6 separate regions of the Mus musculus genome follow, and regions 1, 2, 4, 5 and 6 are each linked to region 3. Evidence: chromatin contacts called from public Hi-C and promoter capture Hi-C data. All regions are on one chromosome and are shown on one strand. Each heading gives the region's core, a stretch centred on a gene start, on an enhancer-like site or on the middle of the called end of the contact. The rest is flanking DNA. Distances are from core to core; before and after follow the strand shown. Region 1 holds the start of Prdx6 (peroxiredoxin 6). Region 2 holds the start of F5 (coagulation factor V). Region 3 holds the start of Prrc2c (proline-rich coiled-coil 2C). Region 4 holds the start of Kifap3 (kinesin-associated protein 3). Region 5 overlaps Sell (selectin, lymphocyte). Region 6 holds the start of Ccdc181 (coiled-coil domain containing 181).

Region 1 (4,267 bases), core at 43-2,542, 1.5 Mb after region 3:
CCGTTGAGTCTGTTCCAGAGGATTCCTCACACCGAACAACAAACACTCACAGCTCCCCTGTCCATATCACCTTACATGATATCATAACTGCACTTTTCCTGTAAGAGCTGGGACTATGTCTCACATCAGGCCTCGCACGGTGTCTAGCTAGCAATAAGGAAAGTGAGAGTTACTGCGTGAATTGTGTCATCTAATAATAGCTACCACTCTGAGAGCACCTGCCATGTTCTAAGTAGTCTACTGTCCTGCAGGCTTCCCCAGGCTGGGCCACACAATCTGAAGCTGACCTCCAGGTAGCCTCACTTAACTTACATAAACTCGCTTTAGTTTCTCCAGCTAGGACTCGGGGCTTTCTAATACATTGTCCTCCACCACACCTTAGCGCTGGCGATTGGACCTAGGGCCTCCCACACTCCAGTCAAGCATCCTGCCGCACACCTGCTTCCTCATTCCCCTTTATTTTGAGACAGACTCTAAGTTCCCCAGGTTGGCCTTGAACTTCCTCTGTAGCTCAGAATTTACAGTCCTTCTCCTTTCTCCAGAGTAGTTGGGGTTTCTGGTTTGCGATCACCAGGCTGAGCTTCTAACAGATTCTGGTTTCTGTGCAGAATGTCTGCCATCTGTCTCTAATAAGGGCAGGCATCTTTCTCCACTTTGTGCTTAGGAAATAGGAAGTCAGTGGATCAAAATGTCCCATTTCTTCAGGTGGGAATTCACTTGCATACACTCGATCTCAAGAAGCCTGTTGTGAAACCTATATTTAAACTTTAGGAATAATGTGTTGAGCATTTTATAAGGAACTCCAGGAATGGGGAGGCAAAATTTAAAAAAAAAAAAAAACGGTTCTTTCCATTGCCCTCTTATTGACATTGGTACAGAATGTTTGCTGCAATAAGAAAGCCACTTCCTCTGACTTAGCCCACGTCACAAGTCTGGTTCTTGCCACATCCTGAAAAACTTCTGAAACCCAGGTTGGCTGAGTAGTCAGTCATTCAGCCAACTACTAGATGCTCATAGTAAAAGAGGGCTATACCCCAAGACCTCTAAATTGTAAGTCCAACAGGGGTGAGAATGTCAGAGGATTTGCGCTAATTCCGCCTTCTCCTAGAGCATCTTTGCAGAGCCGCCAGATCTACAAGTCCCCGCAATTCTCGGTCTTGCGCTTCCTTCCTATTGCACGTGGCCTTCTTTAGCTCCAGAATCTCCCTTGCCTGCAAGCTCCACGTGAAGAACCGCAGCCGCCAGACTCGCGGTCGCCCCACCCCGCCCCAGCCCCGCCCCAGCCCCGCCCACTCGGCCAGCACTGATCTAGGTCTCCGCAGGAGCCCGCCCGCTGCTCACTGCTGCGGCTGCGCCTCCTTGTTCTCAGCGTCACCACTGCCGCCATGCCCGGAGGGTTGCTTCTCGGGGACGAAGCCCCCAACTTTGAGGCCAATACCACCATCGGCCGCATCCGCTTCCACGATTTCCTGGGAGATTCGTAAGTGGCCACCGCGTTGCCCTGCCAGGTGACGGGTCCCCAGAGCTACCTGCCTCGCTTCTTTCCGGGTTGCGCTCGGCCGCGGCGGGTCTCTGGCTTAGCCCCTCACCGGTTCCCGCACGTGCCCGCCGCCGGGGTCCTGCCGAGCATCACCGGGCATTGCTGGGGACCTGCGACCTCTGCCCGGCCCTACGCCGATCAGCGGATCCTTCCCTGACCCAGCGTGGCTGGCCTGGCATGGGAAAGGAGGTCCTTGCCGAGGACGGTTTGTTGTCTGTTTAACCTGGTTTTGTAAACAGTGTTGGGTTTGTGTCGGGGTCGATCTGAAAGCCCAGGGGAGGTGGGGCAGGGTTGCTCGGTGTTTGAGGTCATTTCCCGGGACGCTTGCCCAGGGTCGCACTGCCCGCCCTCCTGCCGCTCTAGAAGTTGTACCTTGCGGAAGGTGGGTGCCTAAGGTCAAAGTTAGAGCACACAGCCACAAATTAAGGGCTGTCCCGACGTTATCTGGGTTCCTCTTAACTTCGGGGAGTGTTTGCGGACTTCTGAATTAAAAAACAAAACAAAACTACGGTGCCAAGTAAGTAGCCAAAAGACTTTTTGTCCAGAGCCTCCTTCAGAGGTCAAAAATAAGATTATATGTAACAGCTTTGGGAGCACCCAGAAACACTCTGTAGGCGTGACCGTGATTCTAGAAGAAGCAATGCTTTGAGGGAAAGGCTGCGACCATTTTGCCACTCTAGGCCATTCCAAGGCTAGGACACGTGTGCCTCCCCACTTGGAGACTCTTTTGTTTCCCAGTGGTCCCCTCCCCCTCTGCTTTGCATCAGCGCCTGGCCTTGCTGCTGATAACAACAGTGGTGGCCACAGTGGCTAGGTATGCACCGATTTTGTCTTAGTTTTACAGCTCCTGAATGCACACATTGTAAGATGCTTAGTTTCAGTCCGCTTTTTGCATACGCGTCAGGCTATGTTGTGGTTCTGGAGTTTCAGTGCCCAATGACACTGAATAAACAAACTCTTGGGTCTGTCTGTGTCCTTTTCGTATCTAGTATGTATGTATGTATGTATGTATGTATGTATGTATGTATGTATGTACGTGAGGACAGAGCAGTTTATGAAACTACTCCGTGACCAGGCAGGAAAGGAAGCATTAGAGAATCTTTCCTGAGGTGAGTTTGGCTCCTCCTGACTAAGGGGAAGCAGAGCTTTTAAAAGAGAAAGGTAGACTAGAAGAAGTAGCAAATGGAACCCTCAGGCCTTGCAGGAGAAAAGTCTAAAAATAAGCATGCCAGCCAGACTCATCACTCAAAATCTAGTGTTAATATTTATCCAAGACTGCCAACGATTTACACAGTGTTCCTTCCCATTCCTGTCTGCAGCCCACACCCCCAGGAAATGTGAGGGCTTGCTGGAGCGCTTCATCTGTAAGGATGAGAGATAAATATGAATCTAAAGCGCGTGTGCTGTGAAGATAGCCACACTATAGAGTCGGGGGCGGGAATCTTAGGGATTGTTTATTGATCTAGATCTGGATGCAACTGTTTTATTCCAGCTGCTGAGGAGACAGTTGGGAAGATCCTAACTTCAAGGCCAAGCCAACTTAGTGAGGCTTTGTCCCTAAATAGCAACTAAATAAGCAGATGAAGTGGCATCTTAAGATGAGGTAAATTTATGAACAAACATAAGTCATGATACGCCTGCAATAACCGAGAAGGACTTTTCCACCCTGTGTGTCATTTCTAATACAAGGGATTTGACTAGTGTTTCCAAACTCTGTTCTGTAGATGATCGCAAGTCAGTTTGCCCCTGACAGACTCAAAGATCCTTTGGAGGAGAAAAGGAAAATGAACTTTAAGCATTACTTAACCCCCTGATAATTAGAAACAGCTGAAGGTTTGGGGAGCCGTGTGGGTTTGAGTGGGTTTGAGTAGGTTTGTATGGTCTGTGGATGTGGAAGAGCATCTTATATATCCCAGGGTTCCTCACTGATCAAAACACCTGTGCCACAGGTTTTCTGGTAGGAGAGACGATTCTGTTAGAGGGAGGAAACCTTTTGTCTTTTGAAAATGAGGAAGGAAATGGCATAATGCCATTGAATTTCTCCAAAGGGTAGGGAGCCCAGGCATTCTTGGAATACCCTGAGGTCCGATCCGCTGGTGTGTGTGAAGGGGCGGAAATACAGTTCAGCAGCATGACTCGGCAAAACTCATTGCCTCGCAATTAAAAAAGTAAAATAAAATTCTAATTCATCACTCCTAGAACAGTACATAAAGAAATGCTGTTCCTTTTTTTCCCTGCAACTTACGGAGCCTTTCTCTTAAGTCTCATCTGACCACCATTGGTCCTTTTCCATAGAACCTAAGGCCTAAATATGGCAGCTAGATTAAAGATGTGTGTTGCTCTTCCTGCCCCGTATTAAAAAAAAAAACAAAAACAAAAAAACCCTAGCCATCACTCATCTCCACAATCTTCAAGCATTGCCTCAGGGCCTCCCATTCTTTTAGGCCTTGCCACCTTGAGTTGAGTGGCAGGTTAGGTGGAAGGCAGTAGCTTTGTCTGCTGTGTTCTTCGTGTTCAGCAAGGTTTGCCCGGATGCCCTGCATCTAGGCCAGATTGAGTAATCTTCTAGTTTGGGACCTTGGCCCTGCCCAGCTCCAGCAGTGGCATTGTAGAGGACTTCGTGCCGAGTTTTCCTTTGAGCTCGAAAGAGCTGTTGCCAAGGAGAAGGAGTTGTACTCTGGAAGTTCCTTGGGAACTCAGTTTGAATCATCCGCAAAATCTGTACAG
Region 2 (4,384 bases), core at 246-2,745, 1.4 Mb before region 3:
GGTGGAGGTGTTCAGTTAGTGGTACTTTCCTAAGAGTATGGGTGTGGTCTAGATTATTACTCTGAAAATGCAATCTTTAAGTCATTTAGATGTGATATTTCTCACTAGCATGATACCAAGACTGAATACAATGCCTTCCCAAACAACCCAGAACCAACAACAGCAAACTCAAAGGCTGATTATTCATTTATACTAAAACATTACACATTGCTTTCAAGATATTACATTATTTTCTTTGGCTGATTGCTTTGGTTTTGCAATTGTAAAAGAGGAACACATCTTTCACAATCACTTAAACTTTGATGTCAACTAAAAGGGAAAAAAATGCGTCAACCAGTAAGCGAGGCTTAGCATTTAAAATAAAAACACTCGTGGTCGCAAGTGCTACGTAGAATCTATGACTTGGGTAACTGCAGGCAGGTTAGCAAAATATATTCTGCAACTCAAAGTTAGGTTTGATATTATTTAAGCCTCCTCTTAGTTAGACATGCCTTTGAATGACTACCTTATGTGCTCACTAACATGGGTAATAATCAGGGCAGACCAAAATACCCAGGATAAGTCATATTCCAGGAAGTAACTCAAAATGAGAGGAAAAAATGAAGCCACATTAGGTAGCCAGGGGTAAGTCTAGGAAAAGTGAAAATACAAGTGTGCCTTCCCTTCCCTCTGAACCCACAGTGAAAATCGTTTATAGGAAGGCAACAAAATCTCCTTATAATGAAGTACATGGTGACAGCTTTGACATCTTTTTCTTTAGAAGATGAACTTGTGTTTAACAGGAATAAATATTATATAACTAGAAGGTCCTTTTTCTTTTTTTTAAGCAGACTGTCAAAAGGCTTAAGCCGAATGCACAGGAAGGGCTAAGAGGGCTGTGGAGGTGTGTCCTTTCAACCCATCAATACACTAAACTAACAAACGTGGGGGGAAAACAGATTAGGGATTGCACCTGGAAAGAAAGCCACAGCTAACCATTCACATTGAAATTTCCACATCCTCAAAATGATAAATTATGTCCATAGAGACAAAATTACACCCACACAACATTAGTCTCTCTCTCTCTCTCTCTCTCTCTCTCTCTCTCTCTCTCTCCTCCTCCTCCTCTTCCTTTTCCTTTTCCTCCTCCTCCCAGCCCACCCCCACCCCTTGCAACTATAATAGATTTTCTTCCTTGAAGAAGCCCACCTGGATTTCACCCCCAGTTACCTTGGATCTGTGGGCTCAGGATGATAGTTCCAGAGGATCCCCTGAGCTGCCACATAGAACTGCCTTAGTTGCGCGGCCTCTGCCTGGTGGCTGCCCCAGCCCGCCCAGCGGGTTCCCAGAACCACCAGGAGGAAGAAGCACGGGCAGACTAGGAGCATGGCCCTTGTCCTGCCGCGCGCTGCCACCACCGACAGTGCTCAGTGCTCTGTCCCTGTTGCGCGCTGATCTGTCTCCCTGGAGGACTAAGAAGCTGCAGGGCACAGTGAGTGTCCCTGTCCCCTGTGGTGGCTGTCTAACCCTACCTCCCTCTATGCCTAGTGTAGGCAGGGGCTTGTTGAGGTCACTCCCCCCTGTGGCCACAGGCATTTACTAGAGAGAATGCCAGACAAGGAATGTAGAGGGAAAGGAAGGGCAAGCCTGCTGGAGGTTATGGCTCTGGAGCAGTGCCCAAGGGTCTCCGCCCCATCACAAAGCAGCATTTCCCCCACTTCAACGTAGGTGGGAGCAGCAATCCCACTTAACCTGCGCGGGTGGAGGTGGGGGGATGGGGTAGGGGTTCAAAGTTTAGGCTTGTCAGCTGATTTCTGCAAGCCTTAGTAAGACCCAACACCCATCCTCAGATCCCAGGAAAATGGCACTGCACAGTAACCAGAAAACAGCCTCAGGACAGGTCCACCAACAGGTTAGCAGTCTGAATCTCTTAGGACAGACCGCTTGGTAAGGGCTTGTCACCAGCTCAAGTGTAGCCGAGACCAGGGTTTAGAGAACTCATTTGAGATAGTCAGTAGCTGTGTGGTCTGGGGCCAACTATGTCTTTAGAAATACTTTTGACATCTGTAAAATAAGAATGGCAATTCTAGTTTTCCTTGATCTTATTATTGGGAGGGGACAAACTGTTGTAAACTGGACAGTCCCCAGGGCCTAGGTAGCTACAGTCTATGATCTTGTCTTTGCTCGTTCTCCTGTATCCTTGGCATGGTGTTTTAGATTTTATTTTTCTGTTGGTGGCAAAGCTGAGAATTATGCCTGAATCAGCAGGATGGCCTGCCCTGAATTCTCCAGAACTTTGTCTCTGCTCAGACTTTCTGCTTCCAGCACATCCAGTAAATTGTGATCTGGTACCATCCAGGTTCCGCAGCAGCCTCTCCCTCTCCCTCCCCCTGCCCCACCCCTCCCCCTTCCCTTCCTTCTCCCCTCCCCCCAACTCCTGCTTCTGTTTCTTTGCTGATCACATCACTGATATTCTTCAGTCAGTTTATAATGCCCCTTCTTGAGTCAGGCATGATGGCACATGCCTGTAATCCCAGCACACGAGGGCTAGAAGCAGGGGAATGTGAGTTTGAGGCCTGAGATCAGCCTAAGCTACGCAGTGAGACCATGTACTGAAAAGTAATTAATTAGCAGATGTGTGCACACATAACTACACTAGGAAGAATGCTCACACGGATTTCCTTCCCTTTCTGCTTCCCTGCTCTTTAAAGTCAGAATTTCTGCCATTGTCTCTGATTCTGGGTTCCAGTTGACTTTTCCGTTTCATGAACTTAATCTGCTCAGATTATATACTCCTTTTGCTAACCTTTCATTAGGTTTTCAAGATGCCCTTGTATCTGTGGCTAGATTATGATCTATTCAAGAGCAGGGATGATGTCTTATACTCCTGATCCACAGTTCCAGGAGTTTCCAAAATGCAAATTCGGACACAAGAGACATGGTTGAGATCTATGGTCCTATAATATCTAGCCTAGTATCTGTCTATCTGTCTGTCTCTCTGTTTGTCTCTGTCTCTCTCCACACACACACACACACACACACACACACACACACACACACACAGACACACACACACACACACACACACACACCAAATTAGATGCTATTGACAATGTAAGAAAAAAAAAGCAGCAGGTCTCTAAATTACTTTCTTCCCTTTTCCCCCAAATCATTGCAACTTTTCCAAGGACAGCTTTACTGCCCTTGCTTGCTTGTCTGCTTATGTGTCCAGGCTACATGGTGACCAATGGATCTCATTACAGCTCAGCAAAGCAACTGCAGTTTTTGACTCCTTAATGTTTGCATCAATTACAGACAAGCCATATGTAATTTTCAGTGACTTATTTATTAAATATGTGCATTAAATTACATATAAAACAATATCTGTTCTTTCCTGCAGAACAGTAATTGCAAAGAGGACCTTTTTCTGCTCCTCTGACTTTTGTTTTTGTTTTTTTCCTCTGTGGTCAGGGGATATACGACATACATTTGTGCTTTCACTGGAAGGTCCAGCTGTCATTTAGAGGGTTGTAACTGTGACCACATTGGTGGTAGACAAAGTGCTATACACAGAACTTATTGAACAAAACACAAAGAGCTTGACATTTGGGGAAGTTGAGTTATTTATACATCCAAACAATGATCTTTGGGTGCTTTGGTGGAGGGAAAGTCTGCAGTCAGATGTGACGTCTTGGCTCTGTTCCAGATCTTCTGTGTCCCCTAGTACCATCTGGAGGTTTCTGTGAAAGTCTCAGCAGCAGAGGTGTAAACAACCTCATTGATATGAAACATGGAAGACCCAGGAGATCTTAAAGCAGGCATCCCCTTAAACTAGAGGTCTGCCTGCCCACCAACATTGCTACTCTGCAATCCCAAGAGAAAGACCTTCGGTTTTCCAGAGCCTGGTCACCTGGTGAGGAAGATGCTCCAGGGCCTTGGACTCTCCCGTTTTCAGCAACAGCAAAGTAACAACAAGCCACAGACCAGAGCAGAAACATTTGCTCCTGGGTCTGTGGCTGAGCTGGAGGAAGGTGAGGGGCGGAGCAGGAAGGGGCGGAGCTGGAGGAAGGTGAGGGGCGGAGCAGGAAGGGGCGGAGCTGGAGGAAGGTGAGGGGCGGAGCAGGAAGGGGTGGGTGGAGAGGTGGGAAAGTGCATAGTTCTTTTTCTAGGTTCCTGTCCTTTTTTTTGTTTTGTTTTGTTTTTTGTTTTAAACTACAGAGAACCTCAGCAAATGCCCAAATGCCATGGAGTTACAGTCAAGTGTGACAGGAAACTTGACACTTGCATGTGGAATCCTGAGAAATCGAATGAGACATTGGCAGACCGGGTTTCTGAAAAAGAAACAAACTAATTAAAGGACTGCTTCCTTACAAGATAAAGAAGTCTTTCACCGTGGGCCCCTCTG
Region 3 (4,648 bases), core at 104-2,603:
CCAGGATACAGAAGACTGGTTCTAATGGATTGTGGGAAAATAACCAAGGTGTTTTCTTGGTGAAAAGACAGGCCTCTCTCTGTCCTGTTCTATCAATCAGCAAATTATGTCTCATTTTGGAAGGTCTCTGAAGGGGCTAAGGGTTATAGTTCAGTTGGATTAGCACTTGCCTAACATGTTGAAGGCAAGCCCCAGATTCGAGCCCCAGAAATGCAAAGCAAACAAAATCTAAAACAAATGATCACAAATGTCAATTGGGGAAGAAGTTACTTGTGGTTACTGCGCTATTATTTTATGGTTGTTCTAACGTTGTGGTATCACCCCATGAATACATGCCAGTTGCAAGCGGAGGAGTTTACTCAGACCAGGACAAGAATCTTTGGATTTATTATACACTATAGATATCTCATAAAGTAGAGAAATATCACATACTCGTGGATTACCTTCTTTCCGTTGGGGAAAGGAAGACCAAACCTAGAGACTTGCATATATGTGACAAGATACTACGCGGCACTGAGGTACATGCTCAGCCCCCAGGTAGAATATTATCATTTTCCTTCCTCACTTCGGGTACTGCCTTGTCTCTACTATACACTTACCTAGTAAACATCTGCATGAATGACTCTTTTTTTTTTTTTTTTTTTTTTTTTGGCTTTCGAGACAGGGTTTCTCTGTATAGCCATGGCTGTCCTGGAACTCACTTTGTAGACCAGGCTGGCCTTGAACTCAGAAATCCACCTGCCTCTGCCTCCCAAGTGCTGGGATTAAAGGCGTACACCACCACGGCCCGGCCTGCATGAGTGACTCTTAACTGTTAGTTTTCTCTGTTAGGTAGTTGTTCCAAGAGGTAAACATTGCCAGAGGAGTCAGAAATAAACAGTGCCTTATTTTACACCAAAATTACAAATGCCGAAGGTGGCCTCAGCAAAGCACGCCAGTCGCTTTTGTCCCTAACACTTGGATTATTTTTTTCACTCCGAGGTAACTTCGGTCTTCTCAAATTGCCACCACACCATGGCCCCTCACTTTGCCCCCCCCCCCCCCCTAAGAACATTCGGTCAAAGCGCAGGTTGTAAACGTTTATGTTCCTCCATCAGTTGTTGTCAATGCACGGAGACAAACCAAGTCGTGATTCCTCACGGAGGGCTCAAGGTTTTTGGAATCTTCCCAGGTGGAAAAGCTTTGTCTCCGAAATGGCTCTGCTTGACGAACTCCCTCCTTCCAGTAGGAGGTAGCGTTGCCCTCCGCCGCAGTCGAGAAGCGGCGGAGGCTGTCACGTGACCCCGCAGCCTCAACCCCTCCACCCCCCCCGGGGCGGTCTTGCGGAGATTTGCCTTACGTACGCAACGTCATGACGTAGCACGTAGGGGCTGGCTAGCCGCCATCTTGCTTCTTTTTCTCGCTCGCTCTCACCCTCTCAGGAGGTAGCGAAAGTGCTTTGGCGGTTTGTACGGCGGTGGCTCGGGCTTTCGGGACCGAGCGGCCCTGCGGACGGTCTCTCGAGGCAATCTCCCCTCCCCTGACCCTGATCCGTCCGGGGCGAGCCCCTTGGAAGCGCGCAGACTTGGTTCTCAACCCTGGCGGGTAAGGAGAGCGAGGGCGTCCGGACCGTGAAGAGGCCCGATGGAGGAGGGAGGGAAGGCACGGGCGCTGGAGCCAGGCCTGGGGGCCCGCGGCGTCTCTCCCTGGGCTCCCGGCGTCGTGCTGTCCGCGGAGATCCGGAGCAGGGCTCGTCGCCCATGTGCGCGGCGTGTGCTGCGGCGGGGCGGCCCTGCGATGGCCGAGGGAGCCTCCGCCCGCGCGGGGCCTGCGCGCGCCGTTTTTCCACGGCGTGGAGGACGGTGCCCGTGGCGGCTCCGAGCGCTCTTAGTGCCTGCGGATGCTCCTGTGGTGATGGCTGGCGTTTGCAGCCAGCGGTGTGTAGTCCAGGGCGGTCGTAGAGGCTCTACCAGGACCCAGGACCAACGAACCCCACTTCCGCTGGGGACAAGCTGAACAACTTCTTGGAGGATTTGAGTAGTCTTTTCCTCCCTCTAGGCCGCTCCAGCCCGGCATTTGTGGGAATACGGCTCGGCTGCTGCCTGATTTTCAGAGAGAGCGTTTAGTATTACTGGTTGCTAGAGTAGAGACCCTAGTTAAGACCGAAGAAAAATAGCATGGGAGCCAGTGAGGACTCTTGCTTGATTTTGCATATAAGGACCGCTCTGATCTCTTTAAAGGGGATGTATATTTGTTTGAAGTGTGTTCAAGATCTTTGGGGTGGGGGGATCCAACTTGCCTAGTAATTCCTGACTCTTAAAACTACCCGGATTTCCGCATTGGCTGGTCTTCAACCTCGGTTCATAAATTCATACCCCAGCAGGATACTTAGAATTGTACAGTAGGCGGCCCTCCTGTTAGGGTTTCTCTTTGGGAATGCACCAGAAGAATCGGAAGATGCTTGCTTCATCGAGTGCTCAGGAGTCAATTCCCGCTAATAGACGTTACAGAGAGGGTGGTATGAAGCGGCCACCACGTCTGACCTCTAGCATTTTTTAAAAGTAGATTTAAGCTTCCATGTTGGTCATTAAGATGCTGCTTTGGCTGGAGCCATTTTTAGGTGTGTGTCACAGATGCACTGCAGCATCTTTTCTGGCTGGCTCCAAATGCATTGATTCTCCAAAAATTAGAAATAGATTGAGTTTGCATATAGAAAAGAAGTTTTTATATGATTTTTCTGGGATGAATTTGTCATAATAAGCTTTTGGGTTTTTTTGGGGGGGGTGTCTGTAGGTGTGTGTGAAGAACATAGAATGCTGGCTGATCTCTCATTACTTAACCTCTAACTGTATGCTCTCAAGACCTTTATATACATTATCCTTTTTGATCCTAGTCTTTGAGGAAGGAGCTCTTATACTTGGTTTACAGATGAGGACAAGATATTTGAGAGATCGAAGTAATTTGATCAAGGTCACAAATTTGTAGTGGTGCTGTAGTCAAAGCCATACTTTCTAAACCCAGAGGGGATGCTCTGAACTATCAAAGTGTTCATTTGGTCTTGTACATTTATAATTGTTGCTAAAATAAGGCACATTTTTAACTGGTACTTTTTCTTTAGCTTGCTTGGGTGTTTGAACATTGTTACATGTGAAGGTTAAAATGCTGCCAGATGTAAACGTAGTGTCTGTTTGGTGTCATAGGAAGACTAGGGGAAGACAGAAATGGGCTTGAGGCCAGCCTAGGCTGCGTAGTGAGAGCTTGTGAATGTTCAGTTTTGTTTTGTTTTTGAGAAGTGATTGTGAGCCCATCCCTTCATTATAAACTAAAGATGATATCAGTACCTCTCAGGCTTGCTGTAGAATTTAAGACTGAGTAATGCTCTTGTTACTGTGGTTAGTGCATAGTAAGTAAAAGGACAGCTAAAGATGAAGGGAAAGCAGGAGAGTCCTGGAAGAAGAAACTAGTGTTCAAGCAGTAAAATCTGTTCTCAGAATAGCCTAAGTCTTTGGATCCGTAAGTAGTTTCTTTTTCCTCTTCCACTCCTCTTTACATTTACATACTGCACTTTATTTCATAAGACTTTCTCCTTTGTGCTCTGTATAGTAAATAACCCTGGCATCAGTTCTAGCTCAGAATGAAGTGCAGAATTTCTTCAATGTCTTTGAATATAATACTGTTTCCTTGAGTCTATGTGCTACCCCCAAACCCCCACTTCCAGTTATTAGTTAGCTAGGTGGTAGCTTTTTATGTAATTTCTGTCATTCTGATATCTGATAGTAAGTAAAAGGACAGCTAAAGATGAAGGGAAAGCAGGAGAGTCCTGGAAGAAGAAACTAGTGTTTCTAAGAGTTCATCATTGATAAAATGCAAAAGAAGTCAATTACATACATGTTTAGGAAACTGAATCCTCTTGTTTTGGGGGATGTTTGTTTTGAGGCAAAGGCTCTCTTACAGAGCCCTGGCTGTTCTGGAGTTCTGTATATCAGGCTCTGGCCTCAAACTCAAGAGATCCTCCTGTCTCAGACTCCTGGGTGCTGAGATTAAAGGTGAGTGCTACCGTGCCCAGCAGAAAGCATCCCACAAGGAAAGCAGCCTGCAGTTAATACCCAAGTTCTGACCAAAACACTTTGACTTCAGAAAAGCAGGATTTATTTGTTGCCTTAGAGTGGAGTGACACAGTATGTGTTAATTGTTGCTAAGAATTCTGAGTTAATGTTAGTTTCCTGAGTCACAGCATTTTTAGGTCAGTGATACCATAGATGTATCAATCAGAGTTTCTTTGTGGCTTTAAGAATTCTTTAGAGTCACTTGTGTTGTGTTTTCCTTTTAGAGCTAACTATAAACTTGTCTTTGTACCACTTACCATTTTATTCTAGAGTTTAGTAGCAGGACAGTCATGTTTAGGAGCCTGTGTCTTTGCTAGAAGAGCCAGTCAAATGAGGTTATTACTGAAGTTCAACAAGCAACTTTTGTTTCATTGGCAGATATTGGCATATATTACCTAGGATACTAAAAGTATTACTGCCAGTGTATTGGATTCACCCTTAGAGGCACTACTGGATGCTGAATATTAAAGGAAGGCCCAACTAGCATATAGAGAAAGCATTACTAGTATTTTTTAAAACTTATCCAGGAAGCCATGTCATGGTAGCTATCTTTAATCCTAACA
Region 4 (4,453 bases), core at 670-3,169, 1.0 Mb before region 3:
CACATGCAATATATATGTGCAATATATATCATGTATGTGTGTATGTAAATATACACATGCTAAGGCAATGCAAACTTAGACAAAATTGAACAATGTTTTTAAAATCTTTTTCCAGATTATGACTAAAACATCACAGTGAGTAAGTAGATCAGTTGTATTGATTGTTTTCTAGATGATGTGGTTTTAAGAGGGTCCACACTAGTACAATGACTCTAAATAAAACCACATCTGACACACCCATAGTATATGAAAATCAGCAAATGCTACAATGGCAGCATGTTCTTTAAAACAACCTTCGGTTTAAAGTTGAAATTAGAAAGTGTACTGTATTTGACAGATAAAGAGTGTGTGTACAGGAGTATGGGAATGGGCACATGTGTATATGGTAACAAAATGACGTTAGAATGAGTACTCTGACCATGTATTTGTTTTTATTACATATTCCTTTTTACAAATCTCTACTGAAAGTCTTCTCATTTGCCTTTTCGTTAAAGATATAAAATGAAAAAGACAAAGCACTGTGTTCCCTTGTCTTGTACAAGCAGTATAGTTGATTTATCTTACAACTATTTGACTATGTTCAAGAATCCACTACCACTTGCAAGATTATTTCTAATTTCTTGCAAGATATGGCTAGAACCCTATCAAGTAAGGGAAAATACACTTAACAAATTTTATTAGGACTTAATGTCACCACCTAACATGCATGGTTTTTCTCTCAAAAGTATTTTCATACTTTGTCCTTATGTCCTTCAGAAAGTATTATCTCTCATTTTCAAATGAAGTAATTATGTCCAAAAAACCAAATCTATGTGCTCTTTGCAGTGGATTAGCAACAGAGCTTTAACGAAAAATAGAGACTCTACATTAGCATTTTAAAAGATTTATTCACTGCTCCCTCACAGTTGGTTCAGTGAGAGGTATATTTTTCTAACCATGGGTGGTCTTATTTTTCTACAGACATTAAGGAATCTCACAAAATTTCCTTTTTCTTGGTGTAGCTGATATCATACATATGTAAAAAAAAAAAATAGTAGGCTTTCGCATGCCAAGGTCTTAATAATAATGAACTTCCTACAGAAATTATACAGTGTATGTGACCGTCAAGTGAGTAAAGTGGACCAAGACCAGCTGACTGAACATCTCAATCCAGTCTTGCATAAAGCAAAAACCACCACGTCCGTCTTTATTCCACACACCCCACCATGATTTATGAATCTCAAACTGAACACAAATTGGTGATGTGACAGAATTCATTTCCAAGCTTCCATGGGATTTATCTATTGAGGAATCCAGGAGAGTGGGGCAGAACAAAAAACAAAACCTAGGAAATATGGGATTTATCTCGCCTAACCTGCCTCTTAATGAGGTTATAGATTAATGTAGCAAGGACATCATCAGATGCTGTCAGGACACCTCCAAGCCAAAGAGGACCTCGCGCCCCCGCAGGGCCCATCCTTTATTCCACCCCATCATTTTCTCCTCTTTCTTTCCTTCCCTGCGTCCCACCCCTTCTCGTGTCTAGCTCTGCCCCTGGACATCCCATGGTCAGCCGGGAAACACCTAAGGACCTGCTCAGGGCGGAGCCCGGGTCATCACCTTTTGAGGTATCTGGCGTCCTCGCCTTGCATGGCGGCGGCGGCGGCGGCAGCGGCGTGGGGAGAATGGGAGTGTCTGAGAATCTGGGAGGGCTACTTCCGGAGACCCGGCCAAAGTACCCTCAAAGCAGAGCGGTGACAGTCCCAAGGCCTGCAAGGCGGGGCGGCGGTGGCGGTGGCGGTGGCGGCGGCGGCGGCGCAGCGGTTACCACGGTGAACCCGCCGGCTCCTCCCACTGCTCCTGGGCCCCAAAACACTGGAGCAGCCCAGACCCGCCCAGAGCCGTCAGGGCCGAACTCTCCGCAAGGCGCATGCGCTCACGCGACAGCTACAGTCTGCGCAGGCTCAGGGTGAGGCTCCTGCGACAAATCTGACGCTCCCAGGAACAGCGCAGGAAGGGTTTGGTACTGATCTGGGAGCCTGTGATTTAGAGGCATATTCCTGGTCACTGCCCCCTGGAGGATGGGAAAGGAAGAAGCATTGCAAGCTGCAAAATTGGAACGTAAAGTCCTTAGCGTGAAAGGAGACAAGGTAACCAGTGAACCTTCTAGCTAACTAATGATGGTGATCAGACTAGCCTTTGACAACAACTTCTTTGGTGGAGCTTCTATTTTGGAACATGTAAAAGGTTCTGCATTGATTGCACTGAATTCTAGCTGGTGGAAATAGTCTGTGATGTGGATTGGATCAACTTTGAAAGTGGCATTTAAAATCCCAAAGTAGAAAACACTCCCTTCCATTATAACAAGCCAACTTCTGAACTTCCAAATCGTCCACTGATTAACTTTAACTCAAGATTCTTGAGAAATTGTTTCTTCTAAGGCAAATAATTGCTGACAATTTGGAGAGAGAAAAGAGCCGCTTTTTAGCCAAAGCAAGCTGTCTGCTCTGCTTTGAGATCCTTTAACCTGTCCATCACCGTCTTCTGGTATCACATTGTTAGCCATTCCTTCAAAAGAGTTAATAGTGATAGATTTTTATGCATAAAATGTCATGCAGAGAGACATTAAAGAGATGTTTTATGCCCCTACCAACTCACACCAATTAAATTTATTTCTGATAAAGTTGTAACTATTCTTTCAATTTATCAATAAGGAATTCCAGGCAAACTACATTCTCCATATTTATCAAAGTCTTCTTAACAAACTGTCACAAAGTTCTGTCTTATCGTTAAGGTAGTCATTATCTGCAGCTTTTTCTCTCCATCCACACTCTGATGATTAGTCTAATCGGTTCACACATGGGATTCTTCCTAACTGGACTTTCTATTTCAAATATTGATTATTCAAACCAAGGCAAAAAATGCACAAATTATCGTTCACAACATCTTTAACAATAAAAGCAAGGCACACTACTTTAAAGCAGTGGTTCTCAACTTGTGAGTCATGACCTCTCTGTGGGTGGAAGGACCCTTTCACGAAGGTCTCTAAAGTCATTGGAAAACACGAATATTTACATCAAGAGTCATAACAGTAACAAAAGTACAGTAGTTACGAAGTGGCAACCAAAATCATTTTATGGTTGGGGGTCACCACAACGTGAGAAACTTATTAAAGGGTCATAGTGTTAGGAAGGTTGAGAACCACTGCTTTAAAACTTCTGTAAAGGCTGGCAACGAAGCCTGCCTCCACCTCTGAGAATGTGAGTTCTATCTCTGGGACCCACACCATGGGAGGAGAGGAAGCTACATCTGCAAGTTGTCCTCTGACTTACACATGTGTCTGGTGACACACCACACACACGCACACACACACACACACACACACACACACACACACACACACACACACACGCACAGCAAAATAACTAAAAATATCTTTTTAATATAAAGCCTTCATATACCTAAACTTAAAAGATCAAAATATAGTTTACATTCAAATGAACATATTAAAGATTCTTGCAGAGGCTGAGTATGACTTGGAGGCCAACCTAGTCTATGTAGCCAGTTCCAGGTCAGTCAAGGATAAAAAGCAGAACCTGTTTTTTTTTTTTCCATTTTCATTAGGTATTTAGCTCATTTACATTTCCAAAGCTATACCAAAAGTCCCCCATACCCACCCACCCCCACTCCCGTACCCACCCACTACCCCTAGTTGGCCCTGGCGTTCCCCTGTACTGGGGCATATAAAGTTTGCGTGTCCAATGGGCCTCTCTTTCCAGTGATGGCCGACTAGGCCATCTTTTGATACATATGCAACTAGAGTCAAGAGCTCCGGGTTACTGGTTAGTTCATAATGTTGTTCCACCTATCGGGTTGCAGATCCCTTTAGCTCCTTGGGTACTTTCTCTAGCTCCTCCATTGGGAGCCCTGTGATCCATCCATTAGCTGACTGTGAGAATCCACTTCTGTGTTTGCTAGGCCCCGGCATAGTCTCACAAGAGACAGCTACATCTGGGTCCTTTCGATAAAATCTTGCTAGTATATGCAATGGTGTCAGCGTTTGGATGCTGATTATGGGGTGGATCCCTGGATATGGCAGTCTCTACGTGGTCCATCCTTTCATCTCAGCTCCAAACTTTGTCTTTGTAACTCCTTCCATGGGTGTTTTCTTCCCAATTCTAAGGAGGGGCATAATGTCCACACTTCAGTCTTCATTCTTCGTGAGTTTCATGTGTTTAGCAAATTGTATCTTATATCTTGGGTATCCTAGGTTTGGGGCTAATATCCACTTATCAGTGAGTACATATTGTGTGAGTTTCTTTGTGAATGTGTTACCTCACTCAGGATGATGCCCTCCAGGTCCATCCATTTGCCTAGGAATTTCATAAATTCGTTCTTTTTAATAGCTGAGTAGTACTCCATTGTGTAGATGTACCACATTTTCTGTATCCATTCCTCTGTTGAGGGGCATCTG
Region 5 (4,586 bases), core at 1,582-4,081, 1.3 Mb before region 3:
GGATCATATTTTCACTGTGTTTGGCATTAGCTTCTGTGCTGAATTGAACTAGGAAACAAGAGTTAGGAAAGAGTAAAAGCAGCTGTCTTTATATTCTACAGTAACACTTTTGCTTGTTCCTCCACAGAAAAGATGATAAAATACTACTCTGTATAGACACACATTATGGGATAGGGTTAATGGGATGAATGAGCGAGGGGAAATTAGGAGGAGCTGTTGGTCATGAAGAAATCCTTCCAGATTCGTTGAGCAAACACTGCATCTCTAATGTGGGAGATGCCTGCGTGTAAAATCTTCACGGGAGGACTTGACGTTATTTTCCAATGTTTTGTCTTTAGCACTTCATGGCTTTCCTTTCACAAAGGATGAATCAGTATGGATCATCCATCCTGAAAGAGAAGCAACAGATTATAAAATTAAACTAAGGAGCTTTTAAAAGTGGTAAAAACGAATTTGTTAGTAATACAGGTGAACATTCTCTAGGTGACAGAGGCAAGGAAACCACAAACACTGAAGTGCTAGCAGAGGAGGTAAAGAGCCACTAACGTGAAGAAGAGAGCACGGAAGGCTTCTAGTTGGAGATCGTGGACAAGGTGTGAAGCGTTTTAAAAGAAATGTGGAAGAGACATTACAGCAACATTTTTCACAGTCAAGTAGTATCCCCAAGCCAACGTTTTAAAGATTTATTTTGATTTTTCATCATGCGTGTGCGCATGTGTGCGCATGCGCACATGTGTGTGTGCCCGTGCGCATGACTGAAGTTGCTTGGTTACAGTTTCTAGGGGGCAAATTTCCTGGAGCCAGAGTTACAGGCAGTTGTGAGCCACTCAGTGCAGATGCTAGGGACTGAACTTGGGTTCTTTACAAGAGCAGCACACACCCTCAGCTGCTGAGTCAGCTCTCCAGCCCCTCTCTCCAAATAAATATTTTAATGTAAACGTTGATTCAGCCTGAAGTCCCGATTCTCTAAGAAGTATGATGTTCAGAGTGCTGGCCCCCAGATCGCATCTGGTCATAGTTCTGCAATACTGCTAATTTCCATGTGGAACCTGTGGAGGTTACTGCATGCTGATTTTACAGTGGAGAGGTGGGGAAGTAGGAGATAAAATGTGAGATCGGAGAAAATAAAAACTCAGGAAGAGAGTGGTATTGGTTCCAGATTTGAGATTCTGGTGGAGTATGGTTTAGAGAGATAAGGACGAATTTATATTCATGAAATAGGTGCCACTGTGTTCTATGTCACAACTGTGCCATTCCTGGAAAGGGTGGAGGAGAACCATATTTCTGTGCCTTTGCACCTTTCAAAAGGAGAACCAGATTCGGAGGCTCTGGTCTCGTTCTGAACTGTCAGGGTAAACCACCGTGGCAGCTGCAAACTTGCTTGCCAGTGTAGAAATAAAAATGTTTCTGAAAGCAGAATCTCGCACATACCCTCTCCTCTGAGGTTGGCATCGTATCCTGTGTATCATGGGTGTAGCTTTTACCCAGGTAGAATTTAGAAACCAGAAACCAAATGAGGTGATAAACAGAACCAGTTTGCAGAAGAGTCAAAATAACCAGCAAGAATCAAAACCACAAATGCCCAAGGAGTCATTCATCAGCCAAAAACTAATAGGAACAAGAACAAAGACCTGTGAGAATCAACTTAAGTTAGAAAAAAAAAAAAGTTCATGCCCCCCTTGGCTTGTTCTAGAGACACACCCTATTTCTTCCACCACACCCTTCCTCAGTGCCATCACACCATGGTTTAGTGTGAAAATAAGTCATTTTACTGGAAGAGGAGGGGCTCTGGTAGTAAAACCCCTAACATAGAAGTAAATCAAGGATCTAGAATCATACGAGTAACAGGGATACTGTCTCTGGATGCTGGTGTTACAAGTTTCAGCTTTTTCCCTTTTTCCAGTGACTTCCCTTAAGCCACTGTCGTTTCCCCTTCTGTTTCTTTACTGTTATTAAGGATCACAACACTCCCTATCTATACAGGATTGCAGACAACATCTAACCATTTAAGACTCAAAACACTTAAAACAGTATGCAACATGGAATGTGTATTTGATAAAAGTTTGTTTTTATCTACTATTTATTACTGTAACTATCACTGTCACAAGGCCTGTGGGTAAGTTATTTACCTAACTACAAAGTCAGTTTTAAGGTGATGTCCTCAGTCTTTCGAGCCTAAAAATGTATGAAGTGGTATCACCTTAGTTAATCAGTGAGATTAACTCCAGGTAGCCAATCAGCTTCCAAGTTCTAGTACACCTGGTGGGTAAGCTAAAGCCATGTGCTGGTGTGAGGATGATCGCCTTCATTGCCCAGATGCTCAGTAGACCAGGGACTCTAGGAAAATCTGCGCATCTTCTCATGCCCATGTTTGAGTTACCTTCCTAGTCTGAACTTTTTGAAGGTTCTCTCCCAGATTCTGCCTTTCTTGCAATGATTTTTCTTCTCATCGGTACAAAATTCATCAACTATGACCATTTCTGCCTTAGATTGTTCTGTACTTCTAAATATTTCTGTCTTCATTCCACAATTAGATAAGAATTTCCCTGAAGTTAGAGTCAAGGACTCATTGCTCTGAGTGTCTCAGTTAAGCTTAGTGTTGTTCTAATAAAAAAAAACGTTCAATAAACAAAAGTTAATTGAGTAATTGTCAATTACTCAAAAAAGTCAACAAACTGTTAAATCTATTAGACAATTTTATGCTAATTATTTTTGACTAGCATCTCTTGCTGGCCACCGCATCCTTGAAATGAAGTGAACCACTTCCGTGCAGTAGCAATCAAAGCAGGTGTTTCTGCGGCCAGAACACAGCTCTGGGTAGGATATGCCAAAAGAACTTTCACTCAGCTGGTGGGAACACAGAAGAAATATTTACATCCTGTGGGTTTCCTGCTACAGAGATAGGGAGGCCAGTCCCCAGAGAGACCCTTTTCTTACTTGGGTCCTATCTACACAATTACAGCAATAGAAACAGAGTAAAAAGACTCTACTGAGCCCATGTCCTCAACCCCACCACTCTCCCACTCTTTGTGGCAAATTCTCAAGAGAGCAGAACACATTCTGCTTCCAGATGATTATCCTAAATGGTTCCTCATCCTTACTCCAGCTGACCTCTGTCTTTATCTAAATAGCCTTCCCACTGATGCCCTTAATGCACCCTCTGGAAATCTGATGGCTACTCTGGCTGCATTTGAGATGGTTCCCACTCTTGTCACCCCAGCTCTTTTTCATCCTCTTCCATCTGTCTCTCTGGCCACCTTTTTCATCCTCCCTTTCTTCATTTCTGCCAGATAGGCCAGGAACTTCCATGTGTCTGCATCTTGTCTCAACAATCTACATTATTACTCTACTGGAAGAACTGCAGTGTTGAGAACCAACTGGGGCAAATACTTCTTTAGGGAAGTGGTGGGTAGGTTCCATGCTCCACTGCTCTTTCTCATTTCTGAAGGCCAGCACTCATTAGAGTAGTCATTTACCCTTCTGTGTTAAGACTGATGGCCTGCACCTGGACAGTTTCCTTTTACAATATGTTAGTTGTTGGAAATGCTTGTTGAATTGAATGTTTCTCAATTGTTAGACGTTGGTCCTGTAAGCTAAGACAAGAAAAAACATAACAGCATGCTTCTAACCCTCAAGGAAAATTCAGAGACTACCAGGAAACATTCCCACCATATGAAATCTCCTTTCTTAATAGGCATATTATACATCCATCTGTTTCAGACCACTAGCATCAAAGTCACAAAGATTTAATGGCAGCTAGCACTCAACTACCTTATCTGGAAATGCTATTTGTATGAGGCGCTCAGGTAAATAACTACTGCGGGGTTTGTGTTCTATCTATAATAGGAAGCACCCTAAGGAAAGTAGAAACAAACAGATGTGGAAATTCTTCATTGAAAAACTTACCTTTCTTGAGATTTCTTGCCTAAACGTAGAAAAAAGAATAAAAAAAAAGTATCATCAAAAAGTAAACAATTTCAATTTTTTTTTAAAGTAAAGGGTATGCCCACCTCCAAAACTGTCTTTGGAAATACATTGTGCATTTGGTAAGTGGACACCCATCTGTTGCTAAGTGGATCTGGGGTACCAGTAACCGTTTAGAGCTGTAGCAGAACAGTGTGATGAGCCTGCTTCTGGGGACTCCACTCCACCTGCTGTGATGCTCATAAAGCCAGAGCCTTGGCTGAACTCCCTACTGGTCTGACCCAGTGTCCCAGGCACAGCTCATCCTCTTACCAGCCCCTCCCTAAAGGACTTCAATGTCTCTCAGCTTCTCTTATGTGAGTCCTGAGAGTTTGGCTCTGGTCTTATTAGTAGGAATCAGTGAGGATCATGCAATCCAATTTGAGCGGCATATTTTCATACATCATATGGAATCTTATATACAATTCATATGTCATAAATACTTCTGTTTCCCCTTTGAACAGGCCACATGGAACTAGGTGTGAAAACCACTTCCACCAAATGCATAGAACTCTGGAACCCACATTTCTGTGTCCAAACAAAAACCTCAGCTCCAGCTTAGTTGTGCTTATTCAGTTGGGACTCTCCTCTAACTTACTCTTTGGGTAATTTTAGTTGACTAT
Region 6 (4,297 bases), core at 1,136-3,635, 1.5 Mb before region 3:
ACCTATCCCCAGCCCTCCCCACCATAATCTAGGAGATCTCTAAGTTAGTAAGAGCATGGAGCTTGGAACAAGATTTCCTCCATCTCCTGCCAAATAGTAAAACTGTTCTTCAACAGACAATGCAGTTTACACCCTGTTCTTAGTGTTCGTTTTTAGCTACTTGGATAAATAAGGAGCCAGTTAAGTAGATAGTAATCATTACTAAAATATTCATTGCATTCTTTCCAGATATTCTTTTTTTAAAAGATTTATTTATTTATTTATTTATTTATTTATTTATTTATTTATTATATGTAAGTACACTATGGCTGTCTTCAGAAACTCCAGAAGAGGGCATCAAATCTCATTACGGATGGTTGTGAGCCACCATGTGGTTGTGGGATTTGAACTCAAGACCTTCAGAAGAGCAGTCAGTGCTCTTAACCTCTGAGCCATCTCTCCAGCCCCTCCAGATATTTTTTAAGCTAAAAATATAAAACAGGCCTTCTTGACAAACGCAAATGTAAGGCTTCAATAACTTCTCAATTAGAAGTTATTTTGAGGTGACTTGGATAAACCAACATCTACCTTCAAGACATACTAGATTCCTTACACTCTCTGCCTACCCACCAGTGAAAATGATTACACTATGAATGACACAGAATAAAATCAAATTTGCCTTAAGACAAAAGGCATGTAAAAACCACACTGGTTTTCACACTCATTATTCCATGGTATCATTAGCTCTCTTTTCACAGAAGGGATGCTGAAATTACGATGTTTAACTTGCTGCTAGAAGAAAACTTTTCTAGAACTAACTCCTCCATGTCTTCTCAGAGTCTTATATCAAACATAATTCTGAGCTCATAAATAATAAGTTTGAAATAGTTCATACTTCTGAGCTCCTAAAATATCAATTACATGAAAGCTAAAATGCTAAATTCAAAACCAGAACCAATAACAAATAAAAATATATCATATATATTTAAGACCTAATAAAATCACACAAATATAAGTTTTAAAAGGGCACAGGCAAAATAAATGAAAAATAAATGAAGTTGGATCAAATCTGAAGTGTAATTGAATTTCTACAGCTCCAAAAAGAAACATCTCCACTGCTTCTAGCGTAAACAAGCAACATAAACATGAACTCCTGTTGCCAAGCCCCGTAAGCCTTTCAAATGAGTCACAGGATATTCAACCCTTTGGCTTCCTAACCATCACCACCAGGGCATTGCTCACATGATACACATGTCAACACACTAGAATAAAATGGTATCTTCCATGAACCGCATTTCTTAGCATTTCCTATTTTATTACTATGATTTTTTTTTACACATATAAAATGTAAAGTTTATCATCAATTTAAAAAAAAAATCTCTGTAAGTGCTTTTGGCCAGATCAATAGTAAACTGCAGTGGCAGAAATTAGTTCCTTCCACTTAAGTGTGTGAAAAATTCTCAGTGTCTGAAGACCTTGCAATGTGGCTCCGAACCTCAGGCATAGATGCACATTATATTTGGTAACTTTCTCACAAGATTAAAAATATTTAAAAATACTTTAACCCAATACTTCTATTTCACCCCTACATATATAACCTTTTAAACAATATTTGTTGAAACACCTAGAACCAAAAGAATAAACAGTAAAGAGAAAACCTTTCCATATAAAAAAAAAGCATTTAGCAAAAACAAAACAAAAACAAGAACAAAAACAAACAAAAAACACCTTATTTTAAAAAGCAGTTAAGCAAACTTCTACAGCACTATGAAACTATCTGGTCCATCCTTCCTGCTGCATCCCCATAAGTCTGTGGTGTTATGAAATACTTTTTAAATTACCATCTGTTACAAGCTCTGACAGGAATATTTAACAAAATTAGGTAAAATTTTGGATTCGTGCTGAACATCTGAAGCACCAACGGAATGAATATAGCATTCTATGTGTGGAAGCTAACATTTCAGGAGTGATTTCTTCCACGCAAGCTACCTTTCATAGTCTTAAACTCTGAGAAGGGAAATGATAGGACAAAAACTCTAAGCGTCTAAGCCGTCCTCTGAGGGGCTCTCCTGGTGCATGGTGAAGTGACGCTGTGCGGGGCTGGGGAGATCCTGGGGCTTCTCCCTGGAAGAGGGCTCGCTTCAGCCGCCTCCCTGCCACCTCGCCCCGACGTTTATCCTCTCCCTGCTCCTGCCACCTGTCTGCCTGTCCTTCCCTCCTCTCCCGCTAAGTCCCCTCCTGCCTGTGGAAGATGCAGCGGCTGGGGTCACAGAGATGGCCGCAGGAGCTCTCTTCTCCTTTTCTAAGCTCTGACAACGAGGCAACGGTGACACCCCGGGGCCTGCTCCTGAAGCACCCAGCACCCGGGTGCCATGGCAACAGCGCGCCTCTGAGGCCTTCTTCCGGACTTCCCACTACTGAGGCGGGGTAGGATCGCGCGCAGGCGCAGAACGGATCCCCGCGAACACCTGCGCCTTACATCCGGCCAGCGTTTCCAAGACCCGGAAGACTCGCATCCCCTTTGGTTTTCTGCCTTGAATGTGGATTTTGTATACCTGTAGTCAGATTTTTAATTTGTTTCCAAAACTTAACAATAAAAGTGCATTTCTGTGTTCATTTTCCTCAAGTAAATATTAAAAGATAACAGTTCCTCAAGTAAATATTAAAAGATAACAGTTGCTAGTTGTTAATTGCTGTTTCGACCCTCAGCTTAAAGAAATTATAGCCAAAATTGTATTTACAGAAAGGAGTTATGAAAGAAAATAGAACTTTAGTTCCAGCAATCAAACTCATCAAGAGAGGCAACTACAGTTTTCCCATAACTTCCCTTAATACCTTGGGGGATAATAGGAAAATAAGAGAACATTCAGATTGTGGTGATAGATAATAGGCCAGCCATGAAGGAGCTCACAGAGTGTAAATAGAAGGGCAATATAACATAGGTACAAATTCATCTAAAAAAAAAGGTGGATCGAGGAGAGATTCATATATAAGCTAATATATATTAATATATTAACCTCTCCTTGATTATATATATATATATATCTTTATATATGTAAAGAGTTTACTCCAGAGCTTACTTTTGAAAAATAGTATAAATTATGGGAGACGGGCTGGGCATTACACATGGAGATGATAGCTTGTGGGAAGACAGGCATCAACTTGTTTTGTTGACTCAAAATATACCAGATAGGGTGAAGCATACATCAAAACCTTATGCCTCACTGCCTGTTAGCAATTACATGCATAACTTGGAAGCCAACAATGTGATCTGGGGATAAACATTGTCATGTCTCATTTCCATGCAAAAATATTCATGGCAGTCATTCCTAGGAAACTGTGAGTTCCCTTTCAAGGAGAGACTGGGTTTAGACATTTACAAGCCTCCAGCCATATAAATGTTTGATAGATAGTTCTTGAGTTCCCCAGGCTAATAGGTCTTTAAAAGGAACTAACTGTAATATTTACAAGCTTGGTGAGGAAGGATAATGAAGGTTTCTGAAGGAAGTGGGGTTTTGGTCATCAGAGATGAGAGAGGAAAATACCTCGAAAACAGGACATTTTAGAAAGTTCACGATCAAATCATAGAATAACGAGATGTATCATGAGTGTTCAAGACTTACCCGCAGGGGAGGAAGGAATGAGAGAGGGGTTATGTCACACTTTATGCAGGCACATCATTTAATGCCTCTTCTCTCCAGTGAGCTGAGTGTACATAGGCTAACCATGACTGACCAAGGGAAGAAAACGAAGGACATGTAAGAACTGGTGGAAACACCTCACAGAAATACCTGGAGCTGGGCTCTCCTCATTTCCTAAGCATGTCTCAATCCATTCAAGTCGATGTTACCCATCAAACATGTCAAATAAGTTAAATTATATTGCATATTAGAAATATTTCATACCTACATATATTTATAATAAAAAATGGACCTAATTTAAAAACAAAACAAAACAAACATCCTTTTTGTGAATCGCACCAGAGGACAGAGAGGACTGAAGTTTGCTCTGACCCACAGCAGGCGGACAAATCTGCTTCTAGCTCAAATGCCAGCAATGCGTTTCTTAAAACAAATGCCCTAAGGAAAAAGGTATTTCGGTGTAATTACTTCCACATGGTGGTAGATTTGCTCTGAGCTTGTTTCGACTGTTCAGCACTTGTGACTGCAGGTCCCAGCCCCGAAGGGCAGAAGATGAAATGGATTTCTTGCTGAGAGGCTTGGCTTACTTACATATGATTAGCAGTCCTGTGATCAACCCTTAACTGTGGGAGAGGATTTAATAGGAACCAATGCCCACAGCAAAGGAACAAAAGTCA

Evidence for each region. Promoter capture Hi-C pulls out the DNA fragments that hold promoters and counts their contacts. Hi-C and Micro-C count contacts between places; a contact is called where the count stands out from the background.
Region 1: a contact with region 3 is called in a promoter capture Hi-C map of the HPC-7 cell line, with 4 times the contacts expected there. The contact joins the promoter of Prdx6 here to the promoter of Prrc2c in region 3. A contact is called at or near these places in 3 of 39 promoter capture datasets (the HPC-7 cell line, erythroid cells and hippocampal neurons) and 1 of 9 other capture datasets (liver).
Region 2: a contact with region 3 is called in a promoter capture Hi-C map of embryonic stem cells, with 2.9 times the contacts expected there. The contact joins the promoter of F5 here to the promoter of Prrc2c in region 3. A contact is called at or near these places in 6 of 39 promoter capture datasets (the 3T3-L1 cell line, embryonic stem cells, hippocampal neurons and 2 more), 1 of 484 Hi-C or Micro-C datasets (CD8 T cells), 4 of 115 datasets of contacts at active chromatin or transcription factors (astrocytes, embryonic stem cells, pancreatic cancer cells and 1 more) and 1 of 9 other capture datasets (liver).
Region 4: a contact with region 3 is called in a promoter capture Hi-C map of pre-B cells. The contact joins the promoter of Kifap3 here to the promoter of Prrc2c in region 3. A contact is called at or near these places in 4 of 39 promoter capture datasets (hippocampal neurons, liver and pre-B cells) and 2 of 115 datasets of contacts at active chromatin or transcription factors (astrocytes and microglia).
Region 5: a contact with region 3 is called in a Hi-C map of CD8 T cells, with 7 times the contacts expected there. The contact joins the enhancer-like site here to the promoter of Prrc2c in region 3. A contact is called at or near these places in 4 of 39 promoter capture datasets (the C10 cell line, hippocampal neurons, liver and 1 more), 6 of 484 Hi-C or Micro-C datasets (B cells, CD4 T cells, CD8 T cells and 1 more) and 3 of 115 datasets of contacts at active chromatin or transcription factors (memory CD8 T cells, regulatory T cells and thymic regulatory T cells).
Region 6: a contact with region 3 is called in a promoter capture Hi-C map of hippocampal neurons, with 3 times the contacts expected there. The contact joins the promoter of Ccdc181 here to the promoter of Prrc2c in region 3. A contact is called at or near these places in 3 of 39 promoter capture datasets (erythroid cells, hippocampal neurons and liver) and 1 of 9 other capture datasets (liver).

Annotation. Positions count from the first base shown.
Region 1 is chr1:161,248,235-161,252,501 of GRCm38.p6, reverse strand. Prdx6 (peroxiredoxin 6) reads left to right here and starts at 1,292. Exons shown (of 5, transcript NM_007453.4): 1 at 1,292-1,480. The coding sequence starts at 1,386.
Region 2 is chr1:164,148,946-164,153,329 of GRCm38.p6, reverse strand. It overlaps F5 (coagulation factor V), which reads right to left and starts at 1,495. Exons shown (of 25, transcript NM_007976.3): 1 at 1,210-1,495. The coding sequence starts at 1,367. Gm16548 (predicted gene 16548) reads left to right here and starts at 1,113. Exons shown (of 3, transcript NR_037987.1): 1 at 1,113-1,471; 2 at 3,686-4,010; 3 at 4,198-4,384. Selp (selectin, platelet) reads right to left here. Exons shown (of 16, transcript NM_011347.2): 16 at 3,304-4,310.
Region 3 is chr1:162,737,261-162,741,908 of GRCm38.p6, reverse strand. It overlaps Prrc2c (proline-rich coiled-coil 2C), which reads left to right and starts at 1,353. Exons shown (of 35, transcript NM_001081290.1): 1 at 1,353-1,584.
Region 4 is chr1:163,777,049-163,781,501 of GRCm38.p6, reverse strand. It overlaps Kifap3 (kinesin-associated protein 3), which reads right to left and starts at 1,919. Exons shown (of 20, transcript NM_001305643.1): 1 at 1,600-1,919. The coding sequence starts at 1,631. Gm51663 (predicted gene, 51663) reads left to right here and starts at 1,962. Exons shown (of 2, transcript NR_165475.1): 1 at 1,962-2,129.
Region 5 is chr1:164,075,481-164,080,066 of GRCm38.p6, reverse strand. Sell (selectin, lymphocyte) reads right to left here. Exons shown (of 9, transcript NM_011346.2): 8 at 3,907-3,925; 9 at 1-389. The coding sequence ends at 371. Among named protein-coding and RNA genes, the nearest start is that of Gm51665, 15 kb to the right of the region's middle. Within about 2 kb of position 2,831, at least 59 of the 459 cell types and tissues checked have an H3K27ac peak or open chromatin away from gene starts, as enhancers often do. A contact at or near this core is called in B cells, CD8 T cells, memory CD8 T cells and 2 more, where this site is marked.
Region 6 is chr1:164,273,686-164,277,982 of GRCm38.p6, reverse strand. It overlaps Ccdc181 (coiled-coil domain containing 181), which reads right to left and starts at 2,385. Exons shown (of 6, transcript NM_029115.3): 1 at 2,222-2,385.